Regions from separate parts of the Mus musculus genome. Here region 2 is linked to region 1. A link is a contact called in public promoter capture Hi-C data. All regions are on one chromosome and are shown on one strand. The core of a region is the stretch at or near the end of the contact, and the rest is flanking DNA. Distances in the headings are between cores, read along the strand shown. Region 1 holds the start of Xpo6 (exportin 6). Region 2 holds the start of Armc5 (armadillo repeat containing 5).

Region 1 (5,930 bases), core at 888-3,387:
TGTACATGTCAGAAAACTGAAAATTAGTCTAAGTCCTTAAGTGTACCTTATCACAATTCAAAAATTCAAACTTTCAGCTGGGTACAGTGGCCCACACCTTTAATGCCAGCACTCAGGAGACAGAGACAGGCGGGTCTATGTACTGAGTGCAGAACAGCCAGAGACAACTACACAGGAAGACCCTGTCTGGGGGGAGTGGGGATATTTAAATTCAAACATTTCATAAAATTATAATGAAGGGGTGGGATTCATATATGTTTCCTATCTTTAAATTACTTTTGGAAAATTCTTGTCTGTACATTGTATAGATCAGGAAACAAACTGAAGTTCAACAAATCTGTCACCTTGTCTAGTATGTACACAAACACACACACCATATATAGCACAAATCATACCATGCTGCTCAGCTTTAATGGTGTATTTTACCCAGCTTGGTTGTAAACCCAGGAGGACAAAGTGAGTGCCTTAGAACAACCTCTTTCCACTAACCAGGACTTTATGTACCCCACCCACCCTCCCACCCCTTAAGAGTTTGACAGTCTGGTCTGATGTGTGCATTAAAAAGGTGCACCAGCCACATCTCAATACACCTCTAATCGCCAGGCAATGTGTGTGTGTGTGTGGGGGGGGGGGGGGGGGATCAGTGCTCAAACCCAGGCTGGGCACTCACTCATCATGGGCTAGATGCCAAACTGAGGCAGATAAAGAATCAGAGGACTAACTTCACCTTGCCTACTGTGATGGGCAGATAAGGCTCAGAAACATTAAAATGGCAAAAGACAAGCACTCAACCAACTGCTCTGAGTACACAAACCCCAAGGACTATGGAAAAGCTAAAAAGCCTGCAAGAAGAGGAGGTATTTTCCTTTCAGAGAGGTTTTTTTTAGTGGGACCTGAAAGTATGCATAGTTTTCCAAGGAAAAGGCCAGAGCAGAAAACAAAAAGAACAGCAACCAAGATGTCCAAAGACCCCACTGCTGACTCTGCCATCGTCTGTATCCGTAACCAGTAACCTCTACAAATACTACTTTAGATTTCTGCAAACGCAAACCTACCGCTGGACAGATGGTCTCCAAAAATCCAGCCAGTTCTATAACAGATTGCTTATGTTCAAATAGTGCTACTAACCCAAAAGAGTCAACTGACCTTGGGCAGAGTAATTAACTGCTTCTTGCCTCAAGTATCCCCCATTTCCAATCAGGGGGTTGATATACTAACAAAATACATACCACTGACTTAGCAAAGGAAATGACACACAGTATGCCATCAATAAATAAATGATACTGATAATCACGACTTGCTGCACAAGGGCACAGCCAACAGTGAGGCAGGGGGTTGTATCCGTGGCGCTACTCAAGACATCCAGTGGGGGTGGGGGTGGGGGCAATGGGAGCGTACAGCCGGTTGCACACCCTGCACGCATGTGTCACCGGCCAGGCTCGCACGCGCCTCTCCCCGCCTCAGGGAAGAAGAGATGGCTCAGCTGCTCTGAGGCCCACTGCCACCCCTCCAACCCGGTCCCTGGACCCACTCACCATGCTGGCCGGGAAGGGGATGGCTCAGGTGAGCTAGCTCTTGGGATCCGTCGTGTCCCGCTCGCACAGTTCAGGTCATGGTCCCGGCAGGCTCGGGGAGTCCCCCGCCCATGCAAAGACAACCGGTTCCCTACCCGGGCCCCGCCGGCACCTTTAAAAGGAGCACACGGGCCCCTTCGGGGACCCCCCGAAGCGATTCATCCAGACCTCGGCCCACCCCGGGGAAACGCAAAAGCAGAAAATGGGGTTCAGAGGCGGCTACACGAGGCCCCCCGCCTGGGCCCGACCCCCGAGAGGGAGGCTGCGGGCCCAGGCAGGGACTCCCCGGCCTCCGCGGCCCGAGGCGGCGACGGGCCTCAGCCGAGACTGAAGGGGCAGAGGCTGCCTGGGCCTGGGCGGCGCGGCCGGCTCAGGAGAGAGGCCCGCGGGCCCTTGCTGTCCTCGCCACCTCTGTCCTCGCGGCGGGCTCCCTCCGCATCCCTGCGCGCCACCAGTAGCCGCGGCTCGCCCCTCGCGGCCACCCTCTGCCAACAGCCCAACGCGCCGGAAGTGGCGAGCACCAGGCGGCCCCTCAGCCCGCGGCCTGCTGCGGCGCTGGAACCGGACCAATCCGGAATCAAGTGAGGGCAGAGGAGGGCGGGGCCGCACCTGACTGTTCACTGGCCCCGCCCACCACGTCCCCGCCCAAGAGGCCAGGGACCGCCGCGTTGGTAAAGGGACACGCGGCCATTTTGGTAAAGGAAAGGTTTCCCTTTCGTTTCTTTTCACTCATTCATTCCGCAAATCTTTTCTGAGCATCTTTCCGGACCCTGACACCGGACTAGAAGTTCGGCGATGCTGGTCTGTGCTCTCCTGGGATCTTATTCATTCAGTCCACAGTTCTGGGTCCTAGGACCAGAAAGTGTCACAGGATGAAATTGAAACACTTAGTGTCACGATCTAAATTGGCTTCATCCCTAATTCCAGACTCCAACACCAGGTGACTCAACACCCTCTTCTGGACTCTGGAGACACCTGCACCCATACTCACATAGCATACACATATATAGGTACACAAACATGCATGTAAATAAAATAAGTTTTTATGGGATATGGCTCAGCCTTTAAAGGTACTTGCCACTATGTCTGACAACCCAATCTAAGTTCAATCCTCAGAACCTGTACTGGTTTAAATAAGAATGCCTATCCCATATCTAAAGCTTAGTCATCAGAAGTGGCACTATTTGAAACCGATTAGAATGATTAGGTGTGGTCTTGTTGGAAAAATGTGTGTCACTCGGGGTGGGCCTTAAGAGTTCAAAAGTCACCGGGCAGTAGTGGAGCTTGCCTTTAGTCCTATCATTTGGGAGGCAGAGGCAGGCAGATTTCTGAATTCGAGGCCAGCCTGGTCTACAGAGTGAGTTCTAGGACAGCCAGGGCTACACAGAGAAACCCTGTCTCAGAAAAAAAAAAAAAAGAGTTCAAAAGCCAATGGCAGGGATGGTGAGATGGCTCAGTGGTTAAGAGCACCGACTGCTCTTCCAAAGGTCCTGAGTTCAAATCCCAGCAACCACATGGTGGCTCACAACCATCTGTAACAAAATCTGATGCCCTCTTCTGGAGTGTCTGAAGACAGCTACAGTGTACTTACATAGAATAAATAAATAAATAAATAAATAAATAAATAAATAAACATTTAAAAAAAAAGCCAATGGCAAACCCAGTCTCCTTTTGTGAATCAGATGTATCTTTTAGCTACTGTTCCAGTACCATGCATGTCGACCTGTTCCCTGCCATGATGATAGACGGACCATCTGAAACTGGAAGCAAGCCCCCAATTAAATGCTTTCTTTTACAAGAGTTGTCATGGTCATGGTATATATTCACAGCAATAAAACAGTGACTAAAACAAAACCCAATTGAAGAAGGAGAAAATAAATTACCACAAATTGTTGTCTTTTGACCACACTAGTATCATGCTTGCACAGGGACACACACACACATTAGGTCTCAGGCAGTCCACATATCCAGAATGAGCTCAAGATGGACTATAGAAGGAATTCTGGTGTTAGATAAAAGCCAGAATTCCTAGGAAACTTGTGAAACAAGTTCCTATTCCCCCAAAAGGAGTCCTTTCCCTTACTTCTGGCAGAAGGGACACCTGGCTCTCCACTGACTTATAGCTATGGCACTTATCAGCATATCCACGTGGCCTCCAGGCTGCTGAGGTCCCTATTCACAAGTACTTGTTACTCACTTCAAAGATTCCACACTAGCATCCTGACCCTTCTCACCTTCTCCCTCTACCCTAAAACTTCATGGCTGCTTCCCACCCCCACCTACGCATCCACCTTATAACTTAATGATTTTCCACCCCCTCCTCCCTGTCTCCCCAACTCTCTCCTCTCCAGATGGCCCTGCCCATCTCCTATCTACTTTTTCTCTCTGCTCTGGAATCTTTCAGGGGCCTCTGGATGTTTTCTCTCTTTTTCAAAAAAAAAAAAAAAAAGGAAAAAAAAAAGATTTATTTATTCTTATATGTAAGTACATTGTAGCGGTCTCCAGACACACCAGAAGAGGGCGTCAGATCTCACTACGGATGATTGTGAGCTGTCACATGGTTGCTGGGACTTGAACTCAGGACCATTAGGAAGAGCAGTCAGTGCTCTTAACCACTGAGCCATCTCTCCAGCCCCTGGATGTTTTTTTTTATTAACAATAAAACCCTTCCCCCTAATGGAGCAGTCATTTTGTAATTTCTCTACTGTCTCCCCCAGCAAATATGAAAATGTGAAAGAGAGAGAAGCTGGGGGCAGGGGGAAGGGGAGAAGGTGGTCTGTCTGAGAAATTTGGAATTATTTCTCATAAACTTAAAAAAGCTTGGTGTAGGCATAGAGGCTCATGACTGTGAGCCCCAGCAATTGGAAGGTTGAAGGATTGATATGACCGTAAGACCAACCTGGACCATAAAGACCCTGTCATAATTCACCCTCCTAAATAGTTTAGTTTAGAGATTGTCCAGATGGAGTTTTACAGTTACAGGATTACAATTTGATTCCCCCCTTCCCTTTTGGAAAACAGTAAGGTTGTTGGGTTTTTTTGAAAATTAATTTTTTATTGGATATTGTCTTTATTTACATTTCAAATGTTTTCCCCTTTCCAGGTCTCCCCTTCAGAAACCCCCTACTCCATCCCCTCTCCCCCTGCCTCTATGAGGGTACTCCCCCACCCACACACCCACTCCTATCTTCCCACCCTGGCATTCCCCTACGTTGGGACATCGAACACCCTCAGGCCCAAGGGCCTCTCCTCCACTGATGTCCAACAAGGCCATCCTCTGCCACATATTTGGCCAGAGCCATGGGTTCCTCCATGTGTATTCTTTGGTTGGTGGTTCAGTCCCCAGGAGCTCTGGGGATCTGGACTGTTGACACTGCTGCTCCCTCCATGGGGCTACAAACCTCCTCAGCTCCTTCATTCCCTTCTCCATATCCTCCTCCGGGACCCCTACACTCAGCCCAATGGTTGGCCTCGAGCATCCACCTCTGTATTTGTCAGGCTCTGGCAGAGCCTCTCAGAAGACAGCTATATCAGGGTCCTGTCAGCAAGCACTTGTTGGCATCCATAATAGTGTCTGGGTTTGGTGACTGTATATGGGATGGATCCCCAGGTGGGGCAGTCTCTGGATGGCCTTTCTTTCAGTCTCTGCTCCACACTTTGTCTCTGTATCTCCTCCCATGGGTATTTTGTTCCCCCTTCTATGAAGGGCCAGAGCATCCATACTTTGGTCTTCCTCCTTCTTGAGCTTAATGTGTTCTGTGAATTGTATCTTCGGTATTCCCAGCTTCTGGACTAATATCCACTTATCAGTGAGTGTATAACATGTGTGTTCTTTTGTGATTGGGTTTCCTCACTCAGGATGGTATTTTCTGGTTTCATCCATTTGCCTAAGAATTTCATGAGTTCATTGTTTTTAATAACTGAATAGTATTTCATTGTGTAAATGTACCACATTTTCTGTATCCATTCCTCTGTTGAAAGACATCTAGGTTCTTTCCAGCTTCTGGCTATTATAAATAAGGCTGCTATGAACATAGTGGAGCATGTGTCCTTATTACATGTTGGAGCATCTTTTGGGTATATGCCCAGGAGTGGTATAGCTGGGTCCTCCACTAGTACTATGTCTAATTTTCTGAGGAACTGCCAAACTGATTTCCAGAGTGGTTGTACCAGCTTGCAATCCCACCAGCACTGGAGGAGTGTTCCTCTTTCTCCACATCCTCACCAGCATCTGCTGTCTCCTGAGTTTTTGATCTTAGCCATTCTGATTGGTGTGAGGTGGAATCTCAGGGTTGTTTTGATTTGAATTTCCCTGATGACTAAGGATGTTGAACACCTGTTGTGGGGAATATTAAA
Region 2 (5,930 bases), core at 2,121-4,620, 2.0 Mb after region 1:
ATGAATAAGTCCTAAAAAGAAAAAAAAAGATCAAATGTCGATTAATTTTCTCTTCAACTATACAAGCAGAAAAACTAGAAATCTAAATTTGAATGTACAATTTGATTGAAGTTTTGCATCAATTTAAACAAACATAGACATGACTAGACAAATGTTTGGCATTTCTGGCCTAGATCTGGTCACATACTTGGGTAATGGTTATCTGTTGGGTCAAGCCCATACCCCCTGCTTTTGAGAACTGTTTCTAAGTTTAGTCAGGTAAGTTTGTTGCTGTTGTTTTTCCTGCAATTAGAGAGTAGGTCCAGTGATACATGCTATAATGTGAGACGTAAGCTTTCAGTTTCCCCAAGAGAATTTGCTTCCATGCTAACCTGTACCATATGCCTAACACATATATGCAGGTATAGGTATAACACCCACTCAATTTAACAGAGCCAAAGACCAAATAGTAAGCAGCATAAACAGAACCAAACCATAACAACTATTTATTGAGTGCCAACTATAGATGTGCTATACTCAGATTTTCAACTCAAACCCAGGGGTTGTGTTTTTTGAAGTACTGTTGATGGAAACACATCAAGAATTTCTCTAATTACTTACTCCTGCTTGGAGTAAGTTTCCCCTACACAGTTTAAAGAGCCAGAGCTGTTCATGCCTTTCAGATTTGCTCCAGGTGACACCCCATCTCCAATGCCAGCATCATTCACTCTATTACTGTTGCGGTGCCTTTATTAGAAAATAGACTACTCCAGGAGTGTCTAGTTCATTTCGGCAATCTTAGAAACTGATCCATGAGTTTCCATGATGTTTTCTGAATGATACAATAAACAAGACCCCAGATTTGAGAACTGAGGCTTACTAAGCCATTCCCCTAACCAGGCACTTCATGAAAGTTGGTATATCCATGGAATAGTCACAGCCTGGTTGAGGTACACTGCATATTTCACAGATGAAGAAACTGAGAGCCAGAAAAAGAAATGAGTCACACAACTAGAGACAAACCCAGTCACTTAGAAACTGAGGCTGGGTAACCTGATTCTCTTCCTCTTTTAGCCTCTTATTCTATACAGACACAGCAAGCTTGATAAACGGCAGCAAAACTGGAGGGCAGGGGATCCAGATTCTGCAGTTAAGGATGGATGGACTGTCACAAAAGATTGAGGAGACACTTGTATGCATGTGGTGCAGACAAGGGCACCTCTCGGGAAAACAAGCAGTCTCTTATTGCTTGGACTCTGCTCAAAGACTATGTGGTGCTCTGGGAAACCCTGTGCTCCCATATAGGATAATGTTAGCAGTAGAAATACATTTGTGTGGGCAACCTCCTCTATATCAGACAGAAAGGCCACACTGAATCTCCAAAGTCCAGAAGTTTTCACTATTCTTCCACTGATGGAGGAAGGAAAGGGCGTGAGGGGGGCAGGGGGATTTTCAAGGGAAGGGACTGAAGACTAGAAAAGAACGAGATGACAAATCTTGGGCCTTTGCCCCTGCCTAGAAATACCATAAAGTATCCTGAACTCAACATCTATTTCTTTGTTTCTACCTCAACCTCTAGCACCCTAGTGTAAGCAGTAGAGAGAGTTAATGAGTGGTGAAGAGTTCCTCAAATGGTTTCTTACACCCAGAGTTTATGTAACAATCCCAAGGTCAAATTCTCCGGTCCTTTTGCCAAGACATAGCCTTTGATCATCCCCTTTGGTCCTCCTCCAACCTCTGGCTACTGTAGTCCTCACATGGACTTTGCCTGGTTTGTAATCCTCTTCCTCCAGAGAAAAAGGAGTTGTTGCTTTTGTCATGGTTAGCCTATCTGCAGCTGGGGCAGGAGCTATGTGGTTTTGGGCATCTAAAAACTTTTGTCTAGCTAATGGAGATTCTGAATGAAATCTCAGAAAACAGGACTTTTGTGTGTGCATGTGTGTGTGTTTAAATCTTGTTTCTCTGAAGGCAGACACAGCTCTAGTGCTGTTCGTCTAGCCTGTGGCTCAACCCAGATGCCATTTGTGAACCCCATTAGTGGCCCTTAGTTAAGTCACCTTCGGGACGTAGAAAAAAAGAAAAAAAAAAAAAAAAAAACTAACAACACTCTGGTCCCTTCATTGAAGCCAGGGATAACTGCAGAAACTCTCATCTTGGAACACCCATTGATGTTAGACAAGGCTAAGCGTTATGGGCAAAGGCTTGCCTTATTAAGGGGCAGATGGAGGTCTTCTTGCTCATGTGGGTCACCTGGTAGAAGAGCAAGTGGGAAATCTGACTGCAGCTCTTGACAAACCTGCAAATGAAAGGCCTTTGCTTGTGTGCATAGGCTGGTGTCCACAAAAATACTAGCTGCAATCAGGAAACTTCTAGGGTTTCTTGCCCATGTGTGAACATTGATGGAACTGTGGTGTGAGATTTTTGCCACATTCTGGAAAGGTCATTTGCTCAAGTGGATGCGCTGGTGTTCAGTGAACATGGTGATCTCACTAAAGCCACGACCACATTCAAGACACCTGAAGGGCGGTTCTCCATTGTGAGTGCGCTGGTGCCGTAGGCAGTTTGAGCTGTTGGTGAAGTTCTTGCCACACTCACAGCAATTGTAGGGCTTCTCACCCGTGTGTGAACGCTGGTGTTCTAGCAGATAGGAACTTCGCCCAAAGCTGTCTCCGCACCAGGCACAGAAGTAGGGTTTCTCGCCTGTGTGACAGCGCTGGTGCTGTAAAAGGTTAGAGCTCAGGCTGAAACTCTTGCCACAGAGGCCACAGCGGTAGGGTTTCTCACCAGTGTGAGTTCGCTGGTGCTGGATCAGGTTGGAGCTAACCCTGAAAGTCTTTCCACACTCAGCACACGCATAGGGCTTTTCCCCAGTGTGCACCCGCTGGTGTTTTGCTAGGTCTGCACTGCGACCAAAGGCCTCTCCGCACTCCATGCACTTGTGCGGCCGGAGACCTGAGTGAGAACGACGGTGTTTAGTGAGATTAGAGCTGAGGCTGAAGCAACGGCCACATTCTGGGCAGGGGTATGGTTTTTCACCACTGTGAACTCGGTAATGCTTAACCAGATCTGAGCCACGCCGGAAGCTTTTGTCACACTCTGGACAGCTGTAAGGGCGGTCACACCCATGGCTGCTTTGATGGTGAATGAGATCAGAGAGACTGGGTACAGCCAACCCACAATCCCTACACTTGAAAGCTTTGGGGACTGCAGGATCACTGGTCTTGACAAAGGTTTCTTCCTTGGGGCCAGAGCCTGACCTACATAAGTACTGCTGGTCCAGCATTTTTTCCACGGGGGCTGGTTGTTCCGGCCGCGCCAGGAGGGGGCGCTCATGTAGCGCGGTCTCGCGATCCAGGGGCGACCTGGGGGCTCCCGGGAATTTTGACGTCCGGTTCTCCAGCAGCTTAGCCCCATCTAGATTCTCCCTGGTCACTTCTGGAGCCGCAAGTTCCATTGCGGCCGAAAAGCGCTCGGTTTCCTAAATGCCACCCGTTTAACTCATCAGCACAGTTGGAGAACGGGGCACTGGAGGCTTGGAGGCCGGTACCGGAAACGGAAAGGTCCCCAAGCCCGAGAGACTCTAGGAAGTGGCAGCGAACTTTCCCGGTAGGTTTAACTCTTTCATTCGCTTGGCGAGACCTTTCTGTCGGGAACTTAGCACTTTTGAAACGGCTTGGGGTTCTGCGAGTCTGTCAGTCCGGCTTTCGGAGCCATTGATCACCGCGCTTTGAGGGTTGCCAATCAAGTCTGAACGTCGCCGACAAGGACGTACCGGGAGCGAAGTGGCTAAGTCACGTTGGGGAGCACAGGACAGCACTAAGACTCCACCGCGGGGCGTCTGATCCTAGGAGCAACAGTTCACTCTTCGGCCCCGGGAGGAGTTTCTCACCCACTTAAACTGCACTAAGCTTGGCGCCGACTACATATCCCAGCATGCACCGCACGCGCCTCTTACTTTCCCACAGATAAATACCATTCTCGCCATGTCTTCTGCGACTGTGCAAGTACCGGAGTTCCAGAATCTAGAACTTGAACTTCCGACTCGCAAGATAACTGCGGCGGCGCTATTCCGAGGAGCAGCCTGGCCACGCCCCCCTCTTCCAGTTCCGCTCTCTCAGAGTACCGGCGAGACGCGGGGCGGAGCCTGAGGCCCGGGCCAAGATGGCGGCTGCGAGACCGGCCCTTACGGACTCGCTCTCGTTTTGCCTCGCGCAGCTCACGGCGGCGGCCGGGGAGGGGCCAGGTGGGGGAAAGGACCCAGCTACCAACGAGACACCCCTGGGCCGCGCGCTCTTAGCTCTTCGCACGCGCCACATCAAGGCGGCAGAGGGGATTGAGCGCTTCCGGGCACGCGGCGGGCTCCGCCCCCTTCTCGCCCTGCTCCGCCGAACGGCTGCTGCGGGCCCCGCCCCGTCCCAAGCAGCCTCTGGCTCCGCCCCTTCGTCGGTTGCGTCAGCTGGTTCTACCCCTGGCCACGCCCCCGCTGCCGAGTCGCTCTTGACGCCTTCGTTGCCAATGCGCCTGCGCAAGACGCTGGATTTGGCGCTCAGCATTCTAGCCAACTGCTGTACAGAAGGGGCGTGCCGGGCCGAAGTGCGGAGACTTGGAGGCATTCTCCCTTTGGGTAAGTGCTCCGCCCCCATTTCTTAGAAAGGTTCCAACCCACAGTATCTGCGCTGCCCTTCCATTATGCCAGGCCTCTGAGTACATGCTTTGTGATGGTGCAGCGCCACTCATCTCCTCAGGTGTGATGCTATGTGACGTCACTGCTCTCTCCATAAATTAGACCTGGACCTGCCCAGACCAGAAGTAGATACTGACTCCTGCCTCACTTTTGAGCAAGTGGCTTATACTTTGTTTTTGGTGCTTCTCGGGGACAGTACCCGTCCCTGTGCAAGGCTTCACATGGAAGAGCAGGAGGCCAGAAAGTGTAGTTTTAAAAGTTAGAAAGTGAGTTTAAAAGTCAGACATACCAAGCAAATCACCCAACCCCTCCAAAGCAAGAATTCTTTGTGTAATAACAATAGCTACCCGACAGGATTGAAGTTGAGTAGAAAATGAAATTCAAATGTACAGTGCCCAGACTCCAAGCATAAGTGGGTACTTAAACACAGGAAACAAATTCCAGCAGAGGATCAGCCTTTCTGTGTACCGGGTGATTTGGCGCCTCCTTATGGTGATGATGGGAACAAAGTTGCATCATTGCCTGTCCTGTATCTCAATTTTGACAAAAATCTTAATTTTTAAAGTGAAGCATTTTTATATTTAAACTTGCATAGATTGCAAGTAATGTGTTTGACAGTAGGCTTGATGGAATGCCAAGTTCTCTCTAACCTTGCCTGCTGTGCTGGGCCGTATTGCCTTTTGATTGGCAGGGATAAAAGTTAACTTGGTTCAAGCCAAGTTACCTGGACTACATGACCACTTCAGCCGCTCTTCCTGACATATTCCTTTCTCTGGTAATACCCTCCCACCGCAGTTGCCGGAGTGTATCTTGTCATTCCCCTTAAAGCCCTTTGGTGGCTTCTGTGGCCTTCACATTTATATTTTGACTCCTTGGACAGGCATTTGAGGGGCTTTGTGAAATCATAGCACAGACACTTTTACCCTGGGGCATTTGGAAAAGCTGCTGCAAACCATTTACCATCCCTCGGGCAAATATCCATTCAGTCAGTCCTCCAGCTCTTGCTCCTCTTTTAGCATCTTCTGAAGACCTTCTCTAACCCTCACCTCTCTTTCCTCTCCCTCCCTCCCCACTCTCTCCTTGAGATGTTGGGGCTTGGCTCAGGGTTTGGTACAAGCTAGACAAGTACTCTGCCTCTGACTTATATCCCCAAACGTTTGCCACATTCTTGCTTTGGTTGATTAGAAACAAACAAACAGTAGAGCCCTCAAGCAGACAAACTGTCCTTGCAGTGACCATTCTTCAGTGTGTGAAGACAGACAGCATC

What was found. Promoter capture Hi-C pulls out the DNA fragments that hold promoters and counts their contacts.
Region 2: a contact with region 1 is called in a promoter capture Hi-C map of liver, with 5 times the contacts expected there. The contact joins the promoter of Armc5 here to the promoter of Xpo6 in region 1. A contact is called at or near these places in 5 of 39 promoter capture datasets (the C10 cell line, liver, neutrophils and 1 more), 1 of 484 Hi-C or Micro-C datasets (CD4 T cells) and 2 of 9 other capture datasets (adipose tissue and liver).

What each region holds. Positions count from the first base shown.
Region 1 is chr7:126,198,364-126,204,293 of GRCm38.p6, forward strand. Xpo6 (exportin 6) reads right to left here and starts at 2,138. Exons shown (of 24, transcript NM_001311143.2): 1 at 1,536-2,138. The coding sequence starts at 1,538.
Region 2 is chr7:128,233,987-128,239,916 of GRCm38.p6, forward strand. Armc5 (armadillo repeat containing 5) reads left to right here and starts at 3,371. Exons shown (of 6, transcript NM_146205.2): 1 at 3,371-4,603; 2 at 5,896-5,930. The coding sequence starts at 4,141. It overlaps 9130023H24Rik (RIKEN cDNA 9130023H24 gene), which reads right to left and starts at 4,045. Exons shown (of 1, transcript NM_177001.3): 1 at 465-4,045. The coding sequence starts at 3,433. The coding sequence ends at 2,420.